2 separate regions of the Gossypium arboreum genome follow, and region 2 is linked to region 1. A link is a contact called in public Hi-C data. All regions are on one chromosome and are shown on one strand. The core of a region is the stretch at or near the end of the contact, and the rest is flanking DNA. Distances in the headings are between cores, read along the strand shown.

What was found. A called contact is a pair of places that touch in the nucleus more often than the background predicts.
Region 2: a contact with region 1 is called in a Hi-C map of leaf, with 2.1 times the contacts expected there. The contact joins two enhancer-like sites. A contact is called at or near these places in 2 of 5 Hi-C or Micro-C datasets (both in leaf).

What each region holds. Positions count from the first base shown.
Region 1 is chr3:46,026,775-46,032,869 of ASM2569848v2, reverse strand. No RefSeq gene overlaps it. Among protein-coding and RNA genes, the nearest start is that of LOC108482421, 190 kb to the right of the region's middle. Within about 2 kb of position 4,104, at least 2 of the 2 cell types and tissues checked have an H3K27ac peak or open chromatin away from gene starts, as enhancers often do. A contact at or near this core is called in leaf, where this site is marked.
Region 2 is chr3:46,317,970-46,323,878 of ASM2569848v2, reverse strand. No RefSeq gene overlaps it. Among protein-coding and RNA genes, the nearest start is that of LOC128290928, 43 kb to the right of the region's middle. Within about 2 kb of position 1,633, at least 2 of the 2 cell types and tissues checked have an H3K27ac peak or open chromatin away from gene starts, as enhancers often do. A contact at or near this core is called in leaf, where this site is marked.

The DNA of each region.
Region 1 (6,095 bases), core at 2,855-5,354:
GTCGTTATCGAGATTTGCCCAGAATTTTTCAGCCTCTTATTTCCAGATCTTGTCTACTAGGGGCTTCTCTCTCCCAATTATGTCCGCACCTTGTGAAGCTACCGAGGCATATTGAGGAATCGGAGGAGGTGGGGGAGGTGGAGTGTTCTAGTTCGCATGAATGAACTCTATGTACAAAGGATTCATCATTCGGAGGTAGGCTTCTCTAGCCCCTCCGTCTTGGCCCATAGTCATGGGCTCACTCTCAACTGGCGCAGTCCCTTCAGCGGGAGCCGGCGCATTACTCTCCACGTCATCCGCCATGATTCTATCAGAATCCATTTGCTATATATAAAAAAACATAATTTATAATCGTCAAAAATTGTCACACTATTAGTATATAGTTATGGCATGTATAGCTAGACTCGTACTCATGCTAGGTTAGTCCTAGAACCGACTAAACCATTGCTCTGATACCACTAAATGTAACACCCCATACCCATATCCTATGCCAAGGTAGAGCATAATTAATTATAAATGCACACCTATGGGGGTTTTCACACGGCCTAGCACACACCCGTGTCCCTGACCCGTGTCCCTGACCCGTGTCCTTCACATAGCCGTGACATGCCCGTGTCCTAGCCCGTGTATAAAAACCTACACATTTTCTTTCTAATGTCAACATTTCATAAAGGTCACACGGCCAAAGCACACACCCGTGTACTAGACCGTGCCCTTCACATGGTCTGTCTGTGTGTTTACGATCATGCATACTGACTTGAAATTTTTACGTGCAGGGGACACACGGCTGGACAACAAGCCAATAGTGCTGGCCGTGTGTTAGACGCACGCCCATGTGTCTACTCGTGTGGACAAAATCAGGCTATTTACCAAGCCTCTTTACCACCCTTACTTACACAAAAGCAACCAAAGCCAGTACAAGACTATTTCATGCAATAAAATCAGCCACAATAGACAACATTTCATTTGTGCATTCTACTCATCCATGAACATAACATCATTTGCATATATCAAAATGAATATTAGCCATCATTCAAGGCTTAATACAAAATGAGGAATTTATCCCAAGCCAACACATTTTGCTAAATTAATAACAACACAAAACTCAAGTCTAGTTCCCTATACATGCCATATTCAAAAATATAAATCAAACTATACCAAATGCTTCGATTGATAGTGTGATCGATATCTCTGACTTCCGTTGATCCTTGAACTAGATAGACGGCACTATAAGAAAAAGGAAAGAAAAAGGAGTAAGCATAAAGCTTAGTAAGTTGCATATAAATAATTACACAATAATATTTTGCCATTCATCAACAAGTATCATAATACACAAGTGGGCATAAGTAAAACTTACTTATTAATACTCAATACACATCATATAGCATTTAATGGGGCTCACATTTTATACATATCAAATAGGTACCTGTATCACTCACAACACGGTTATACTTTCCTCATTAACTAGAAATTAGAACTTCCACCGTTGAACCATTCGGAATGCTATTGAATATAACATAGCCTCAAATGTGGGGTAAGATGCCGATGCCAGGTCCCAGACACGGTCTTACACTGGCTTATATCTCAAGTCAAAGCCATGTCCCAAACATGGTCTTACACTGACTATCATCTCGTAGCCAACGCATGTCCCAGACATGTCTTACACTGGCTTACGTCTCGAGGCTGATGCATGTCCCAGACATGGTCTTACACTAGCTCTCACAAATGACCCCATCGTCATGGCATGAATATCCGATTTATTTCCCTAAGTTCTAACGGGAATTTTACTATCTCTATTCTCATCACATTTTCTCATTTCCATAAGTCAAGCAATTCATGCTATAATAATTTCGTTACAATTCAAACACATATATCATCATGAAGTTGTATTATTTACATACAACTTACATCGGATTACAAAATGTGGCAACTAGTCGATTTAGTCGATTTGTTTGGCTTTCGCTCGGTCTAGGTTTGAATTCAGTATTTCTTGATCTATAATAGCAAAATACACTTATTTAATCACTAAATAAAATTAGGCAATCGAAATTTCACTTCTTTGGTAAAATGACCATTTTGCCCCTAGACCTTGACAAAATGACAATTTTACCCTTAGGCTCGAAAATCAATTTTTATCTAATTTTTTTATTTCTCAAGACTAACCAAACCTCTTTGACTCTTATAGCAACTCCAAATTCTGACTATTTTATATATTTATTATCTATTTTACAACTTATGCACATTAGTCCTTTTAGGTGTTTTCATGCTAACACCTATCACAAAAATTGTTTATCAGACACCCAAGACTCATTTTCTTCCATAAAAACTCAGCAAACATCTCAAATCCTTTCATGACAAAACCCTAGACTCTTAATCATTTTGCAAAATAGTACCCCCATTTGAAAGCTTATGCTTCAAGGATCTTAAAAGTACAAAAATATTTAAGAAAAGTCATTAGGATCACTAACTTATGAAGGCTTAAAGTTGCTTAAATTTCAAGCTCTTAAACCCCATTATTTTTTGAAAATTTCGGTGGAGGAAGAAGATGAAAAGGGATGATATCATCCTTCTTTTATCTATTTCTATTTTAGTCAAAATAAGCCACCTAACCCACCAAATTTTAAAATTTTGTCTTCTCTTTGACTCTATGGCCACCTATGCTCCTTTAAAAGGGTCTAATTGCCCTTTAAAATCCCTCAAATTTTATTCTCTAATAAAATAACACCTTTAGCTATCAAATTAGGACTTTTACATATTATGCAATTTAGTCCTTTTTCGCAATTGGGCTCATAAACGTTAAAATTAACTCACCAAATTTTTCATGCACTAATATAAACATGCTAAGACCCTATATTATTAATAAAATAATTTCTTTGACTTCGGATTTGTGGTCTCGAGACCACTATTCCGACTAGCCCCAAAATCGAGTTGTTACATGTATGGCCAATTAACAAACTTATTCAACATATTTGGCTAATTTAACTTTAAAATAATGCTAAATTTTGGAGTTTAAAATGTTATCAATAAGTACTTTTCCACTTAAACGCAAAAGTAAATATCTAAATGTTTTTAGTTTTTTAGTAAAATTATTATCATTATTTTAAATTATTTAAATATTATTTAATTTAATTAATTTTTTAGTTTCAGATATCATGTTTAAAAGATTGTTTTAATCTTCCACTATATATATATATATATATATATATATATATTGTATAATCATAAGTATCTTCCTCTATATACAACTTAAGTCTAATTCTACTCGAGTCAAAATAATATTCAAATAAAATCTTTTCAATAATGCTAACTTTAGTATTCGAATTCGGTTTTCGTGCCCAGAGAGAAAGTCCACCAACACTTTTTCCAATCATTTATTGGTTTTCCACCACAATTTTTTATTGTAATACTGCGATTATCTCTCCATTTTCACCGTATTTTCTCACTGTACTTGTCTTCCAAACCAATTTTCTTAAAAACGTTTCTCAACGGCAACAACAACATTAAATTGATGCTAAGATGGTTTTGGAGACCATTTCCAAGAGCAAGGCAAGGCCCGAGTTTGTATGGGATAGTAGTAACTTATGAAGACCTATGTTTTTTAAGATGAGCGAGGGATGCACCACATAAATGCTTCTCTTACTAGACAAGGGATAAAGAAAAGAACAAGGTAGAGGAAGATTCATTAAAGCAATATTGGTTTCATATCTTCTTTAATTAGTCCAGCCTCTGGTCAAATTTTCTTCTGCCATGATTGTTGGCATAAATTGACAATAAAGCCTAGAATCATAGCATATATATGCATGTGTATGTATTCAGCTTCAAACACCATGGAAGTAGAAGAGCAAAATGCCAAAGAATCAAGCGAAATGAATTTGACTGCATTTTGCAGGATCCTTGTTTTGGATAATTGGATTGCATTTAGGTTTTAGCAGGATTCTACCATGTAATAGCAGAACCCTAAAATGGAGCCTACAAAAAAGCAGTTACCAAACATTGTGAAATACTTCAGTACTAGTTTTATACCGTAGTTGTTCGGGTCATGAAGTTACATATCTCCAACCCAAATACCAAGGAAGTAGATGAAAGGCTGAAGTCAGTGCGAGAGGGACGGCAGGGAAGGGATGTGAATGGAGCTTTAGTACACTGAAAAGTCTATGGATTTGACAAGTTGGGTTTATTTACGTTTTCTTCGTATTAGTTTTTTATTGTATAAGCTTACAAAAAACTGATGTGTTATCCATCTTGAAACAGACGGATCAGAAACCGAAGAGAGGCTTAATGTAAAGATGAGAGATCAAAATTCATAGTAAATGGATTGTATGGTCTTTTGAAAAAGACCCACCACTTTCCTCCTACACCCAACTTGAATGATAATCAGCACCAAGGGAAAGTAAATCCAAGAGGCACAGTAAAGAAATAGCCAATGGGGGGCCAGGGGCAGCAACAAGTCAAGTAACTGTGCATACGGGGGTGGCTGATTTTGTTTGAGATCTTCTTTCACTGATTGGGGAAAAGAGAGACAGCTTTACTAACATGGAAGAATTGTTCGTACCCGATAGTTTATGTTACACAGCTTCTCTGCTACTGTGTTTAAAGTCTATTATCTTTTCTCCCTCCCTCTCTCTCTCTCTATATATATATTTATATATATTTGTATATCTGAGCAAAGAGGAACAAGCGAGTGTACCTATCCGCCACGTGCGTAGACCCTCCATGGTGCTGTTCCAAACAAGCAAAGCAGGCCCAACGGTTCATGGTCCTTCCGACACCCTAAAACAAAGGCTTGTGTGTTGTGCCCATTGCTTCCTTCCTTTCCGATGTATAACTTTCAGAATGGATATGGCATACTATACAATATATGACAGGGATACGTGCTAGAACCTTATTAAGAAAGAAACCAAACATAAGGAAACGCAAGGTGAGGTTAATAATTGGCGAAATTATGCACCAAAACAACAGCCTTGACAAACCAAAAGACCAGTTGATATGGGTCGATGTTCATCTTCCCTCTGCAAGGAAATGTGGGGTCAAAACTAATAAAACTGCTCTCCTACGCCTAGACAGCATGGTGCTGTGATACTTTATTAAAGATAATTGGCTAACTGAAAGCTAAGCCTTCTTAACCGTTCTCCATGGAGAAATGAATGAAATTTTAGCTGTAGAATAATGGATTCTAAACCTAGCCAAACAATTAACCATTCTTTTCTCTGCAAACGTTTAAGGTTTCCCTTCCACAAGGCATCACATCAGTTTATAACCTATGAACAGATATTGCCCATAAAAGGGGCAATTAGGCAATTATCGCTGAGGCCCTCAACTGTTGTAGTACAGAGTGGTTAGTCCTCATGGAACATTGATTGCCACTTCCAACATTCACCTAGCAATCTTGGTAAACTTAAGTGATTAAATTGTATGAATTTTGCTTCTATTATCGACCAAGCCAGTATGAAGCAATACGATGTCTATTTCAACAATACAAAGATTCTACTGAAACAAGAAAGAACACTGATCCAAACACTCCAAAGAGAAATGGCAAATTTTCATGGAGGCCAAGTCAGTTATATTAATGGCAGAAAGCTTTAAAGACAACATATAGCATGACAGCTTATGTTATTATAAGTTTTATACAGTATCTAGTTGTTTATTAACACTCAAAATGTCATGGCTGGTTGTTCAAATTCAACTTTCTGAAATGCCTTGTGTTAAAGACATTGCAACCATCATATGGCAAGGCGCCAAGGTACGGAGTTCTGCAACTGCAAAATCAACAGCTAAAACGATTTCGAGATGATTGTTGATTGTGCAGTTGCAAAACTCCGTACCTTGGTGTTTTTACTGAATACGAACAAGGCCAAGAGAAGAGGGGACAACTAAACTGTGAACATTGATCTTCCATTGGAGGGTAACAACCACAGGCAAGTCCTGATTTGTTATTATCGTATTAAGCATGATCTTGTAGACTTCAGAAATAATTAGCAGCACCTTCAATCCATTTCACCCTATTCACAAAATGTATTTTAGCTACGTTGCTTCCTTGTAATCCCTCAAGTCTAAGTATCATCATAGCAGAGCATTCTAGCATTTCCAGCAGGCTA
Region 2 (5,909 bases), core at 384-2,883, 290 kb before region 1:
CACATTTAATAGAGCTTGAACACGAAACCATTGTCTCTTGAAATATATTAGCTACGATAATTAATCTTTTAGGTGATAAATTAATTTTTATTATTTAAATAATTTGAGAAAAATTCTATCAATTATAAATTCATTGAATTATAAAACAATTATCGTAAGTGGTATCCTTCCAAGAGACGATTACATCATGTTCAAACTCTAATAAATGTTATTTATAAAATTTTAAAAATATTAAAATATTAATATTTTAAAGTTTTCAGTATCTTTTATTATTTTTATATTTTTAATATTATTTAATTTTTAAATAATATTATTTAATTTTTATAAACTTTTATTTTTAAGATTTTTAAGGATTTTCAAATGATATTGTGATAACACCATCATATGGCACATGGTAGCATATGATGGATTAAATGTCTCAAGATAATATTGATAACATTAAAGATGGGTTTGGATATGTGGTGTATTTATCTGTGGTTAGTGTAAAAATAGCGGTACCGATGAGAATAGATATTGTAGTGTGAGACAAAAAGCAAACTAAATATACCGCATCACACTCAATTATCTATCCAAACTCACCTAAGTAATTTGGCTAAAAAACTTTAAGGATAAAATGGGAAGAGCGATATCCCTAAAATGTGCATTAAACCTTTCTTTTAAAAAAAATGTTTAATAAATAAACTAGTGTATAAATACATATATTTCAAAACTGCAAATGCCTCTATATTTATGACTTTCAGAAGGGAAAAGGACATAGTTGTTATGTTTTCCAGGTAAAAGCCAAAAGGACAATGTATCACTCGGGCTCCAACTGTTCAAACACCATCAATTATTGTAGTAGTAAAACAGTGGCAGGTAGAAATACTTTTGCAGTATATTTCGAGAATATTGATATCATCATGCATTTATGTGTTTGTGTATATTATATATTTATATAGAGAGAGATAAGGCTATTGGCTGATCATCATCAGCAAAATCAGCAGCAATTCTGGGATATGATCTCTGCCCAAAATCAAAGCTGTCACTGAGCTTTCTTGTTTTCTTCTGCTAAGTTCTACCACTTTCGTCTCTGCGTTGTATCTGCAAGTGTGGTCCCTGCTTTTGCACGTGTATACACCAACTATTGCAATTTGCATGGATCCCTCTAAAGGCAGAAGAAAGAGGTTTCGGTGTGAACTGGCAATCAATGTTTTTAAACATTAAACATAGGATGCTTGGGGTTGCCCCCATTTCTTTTGTCTTGGTGTCGTGCTGTCCAACGCGTCGGCTAAATACCTAGTATATAGTAATATACATTACGATACCATTATGAATGAGATCGTTGTTCGGTATGATCTTTGTTCAACTTAATAACACTGAATTTATACATTACGTCACAGCATGATAATTTAGTAAATGTACAGGGATTTGTTTTACCCTCATATCTTCACTCAAGCGTCAGCAAAACCAATCCTTCATCACGTGATGATGGATGCCCATGTCCATAAATGCTTGGTCATGTGCATTTAAGCTTGACCATTAAATTTAAGGATATAACGCTCCATAAATGGACTAATTCAATGCGAAGTCTCAAAGAGTTTAAAAGCTCATTGCCTTCATAAAGGTCTAAATTTATGAAACAGGAGGGCGTGTGTTGGAACTAAGAAATTTGACAGAAACTTGAGCTAGAAGGTTCGATGTCTTGCTGAGGAAAACATTCAAAATCAGCTTAAGAACTTAAGTAAAAAAAAAAAAAAACTTGAGAATGAAGAAGAATTTTTGAAAGATTTCATTACAAATGAATTGTGGCTAGAATTTTTGAAAGATTTCATTACAAATGAATTGTGGCATAAAGCCATTACATATACCAGTCAATAAGCTAGTCAAAATAAGCAAATGTCACCTAAACATTTACCTAACACACTAAGTAACCTAGTAAATTGATAAACATAACTTGCACACATAGTAAAGCTGATTTATCAATCCATCAGCATCTAATTACATCAAATATGTTACCAATTTAGTTCAAATCTAACTAAGTAACCAAATATTTCCTTGAAGAACAAAATAAGCAGTATAGGCTCTAGCTGCAACATGCATGGCTCGGGCTATATGGTCTGCTCCTTGTGCTACTCCCTGTCTTGCATGGAAGCCAACTTCAACACTCCTCATTGGCTTGCATGCTACAAACTCCCAACTTTGCCCTCAGATCTTTGAACCTTGACACAGAAAGAGGCTTTGTCAAGATGTCAGCTAATTGATCTTCAGAATTGCAATGAATCAGTTTAACTTCTTGAGATTGTTCCATTTCTCTAATAAAATGAAACTTTATCTTGAAATGCTTTGTTCTCCCATGGAACACTGGATTCTTTACAATTGCAACAACAGATTGGTTATCACATTTGATCTCTATTACTTCCCTTTAGTGTAGATTCAAATCTGCCATGATTTTTCTTAGCCAAAATAACTTGGTTAACAGCTCATGCAGCTGCCACATACTCTACCTCAGCTGTCAATTGAGCAACAACACTTTGCTTCTTTGAAATCCAACAAAAAATAGTTGAACCAAGGTAAACAGATACCCTGAAATACTTTTCATATCATCTATCGATCTAGCCCAATCACTATCAGCATAACCAAGAAGCTTCATGCTATCAACCTTGGTGAACATGATTCCAAAACTCAGTGTACCTCTGATATACCTGAGAATTCTTTTAGCAACTTGAAAATGACTTGCATTGCAACAATGCATGAACCTAGATAGGAGACCTACAGCAAACATGATGTCTGGTCCTGTGGCTGTCAAATAGAGCAAACATCCTATCAAGCTTCTATAGGTTGATTCATTCACCTTTTCGAAATCACCTTGGCTTGATAGTTTTTTCCGATAGCAACTGGTGTGTGATAGCCCTAATTTGACCCTACTCAAAAAGTGGTTTCGGGACCACAAAATCGAGTCACAAAAATAATTAAATGTTATATTATATGTCTATTACAAGTGAAATTGCATGTGTGAGAATTTCATGCTTTGATTTTGTCATTTGGATGTGAAATTGTTAAAAAGGACTTGTGTGATAAAAATTAAAAATGTGATAGGTAGAATTTAGAGGGCCGAATAATGCATGGTATATTACAAGGAGGACTTGCATGTCAAATGGACCACTATTAAATTAGTGGACAGCAATGATGATAAATGATAAGTAATATATGTATTTTGTATTAGTAAAATAATAACTTAATGGATATTATATTCATTCCAAATTAGTATTATAATATTTAATGATTTTATAAGAGGAAATATATAATTAATAAAAGTAAATAGGTGATGAAAACAAAGTTTTCATCCATTCTTTCTTTCATTTGCCGAAATCTAAAGAACAAGGTAAAACAAAAGGCTCTTTGATATTCGGCATTGGTGAATCTAATTGGAGGTATGTTTGATTTTATTTCTTGATAATTTATGTGAAATTGAGTTAATTGCTAAGCTCTTTTCATAGCCCATGACTCAATTTTTGTTATTGGTTTGAAGTGATGCATTCGGCTATGGGTTGTTTGAGTGTCTTTGAAGGTGTTTGATGTTTTTGGTATTAAATGTGATGATAGATGAGTTGAGCTTGATGAATAAGGATAGTTGTGGTTAGATAGATAGATGGTAATCGGCTATTATAGTATAATGAAAGAATTGTACATGGTAGTTTAAAATAAGGCTTGAATGGGAGATATAATTGCCGAATGATCAAATAGTTAATGAATTAAATAAGTGTTTAAAATGTTATTCGGGTATTGGTGTTAAGTTGTAAAAATTCTTGTTAATTGTTGGAAGTATGTGTTTATTTGTTAAATTAGCTTATTCCATGGTCGAATGTAATATTTGGTCAAGGAATGGTTTAATTGAATAAATAAAAGATGAGAGCATTCGGTCATGGTGTTATGTGCTCGCATGAAATGTATATGTATGAGAGTTTTAATAGGAATTTCGTGTATTATGAAAGATGATGTATATATTTAATCATAGGATGGTCTTGGTAACCTTAGAAAAGAATGCATGAAAATTAAATAGGTTGCTCTCATGGCCGAATATGCTAAAAGCTAATACATAGACTAGTTGATAAATATGTGTTAAAGAAATGTGAACAAATATCTATTTGATTGGTATTCGGCTATAGTTAATTGTATAATTAATTGACCGATTGTGAAGTAGTGAATCTATTTAAATTGTGAGTGCATGAATTGATTTTAAGGTGGCCAAAATTGTTTAAATGAAATATTTGTAAAGATGCATAGTGCCGAATGTGTTCATGAATGAATGAGTTATGTGGGTTGTTTAAATGAAAGAAATGGATAAGTTAAGGTATAATTGAGTGTTTGAATGTGAATTACAAAATACATGAATTTAAAAATGAAATGGTGATAGACTTAAGTGGACAAATGATGCGAATGAATTAGCTTTTGAAATGTATATGGTTGCCATACGTATGTGTTTGATTGAGAAGTTAAATTTGTTGATTTTAGCTCAAGAGCATAGAGAACCAAGGTTGGACAGGGGAAAAGAGAAAGTAGTTGAATAGCCGATCCGAGACTGCTTGAAAATATTCGAGGTAAGTTTTAAGTAGTTAAACATAAATAATATTCGATAATGACATGACATATTATGAGAATCAAGTATTACTTGTAATGTATGTATATGGCCGAATGGAAAATATAATATGGAAGTACAATGTGATATGCTTTTATGATCAAATGATAAGTGTTAGATGAATATGAGTGAGATGTTATGTGTAAACTATCAAATGATAAGTGTGAATGATGAAATGAAATAAAAGTGAATAAAATGTAGGATGATATATTCGAATGATGCTAGTACCTAATTTGGTGTGATTATGTTATATGAACCTTGTTGATATGAATATCGTACGGTACTATTCGGGCCTTTGAGCCTAGCAGGCTATGATGCCGGTGAGATACTATTCGGGCCTTTGAGCCTAGCAGGCTATAATGCTGGTGAGATACTATTCGGGCTTTTGAGCCTAGCAGGCTATAATGCCGGTGAGATACTATTCGGGCCTTCGAGCCTAGCAGGCGAAATGCCAGTGGATGAATTCGGGTTTAAAACCTAGTAGGCTAAATGTCGGTGATTTGATAAAAGTCTAAGACTAAGATACCTCGTGTTAGAACGACAAATGAATACATTCAATACGTTAAGTTGGCCAGGTACGTATTATGTACTTATATGTGAGTTTGATTTGAATTGAATCATAAGTGTATAATGTGATACATATGTGAATAAACGTTATAACTATATCTATGATCATGATACATTCGGTCAAGGTGTGAAAGTATGTGAAAGTATTTGATTTATTTATGTTATATGAATTCAGATTAAGTGAAATAAGAATGCTAAATGTGCATTATATGCTTGTGTATATTCGGCCATATGGCAATATACCTAGAAAATGGCCTCTTGAGAAATTGAATGATCGAAGTATAATTGAGTTTATTTGTTTGCATTGCTTAAAACTTACTAAGCTTATGAAAGCTTACTCCGTTTGTTACGTTTCTCTGTTTTATAGATTGTTGACTCTAGTCACCTGCTCGAGGGGATCATCAGCAACTCGTCACACTATTTATCATTTTGGTACTACTATGTTTTGGAGGTAGTATGGCATGTATAGAATAGACTTAAGTGAATGATATTTTGAGATGTTGTTGTATATAAGCCATGTGAATATGGCAACTTTTGAATGTCGGTATAAGTCTGAATTTTGATCTTTGATTGTGTTTGGCTATGCATATAATTGCTAATGAACTTATGTAAATGTGAAGGTACAAAGGTAGTGTTTTGGATTGGTAACTCTTCATAACCCACTCCGGCGACGGATACGGGTTATAGGGGTGTTAAATGGTGTGCTTGCTGCCTTGCAATTTTGCAT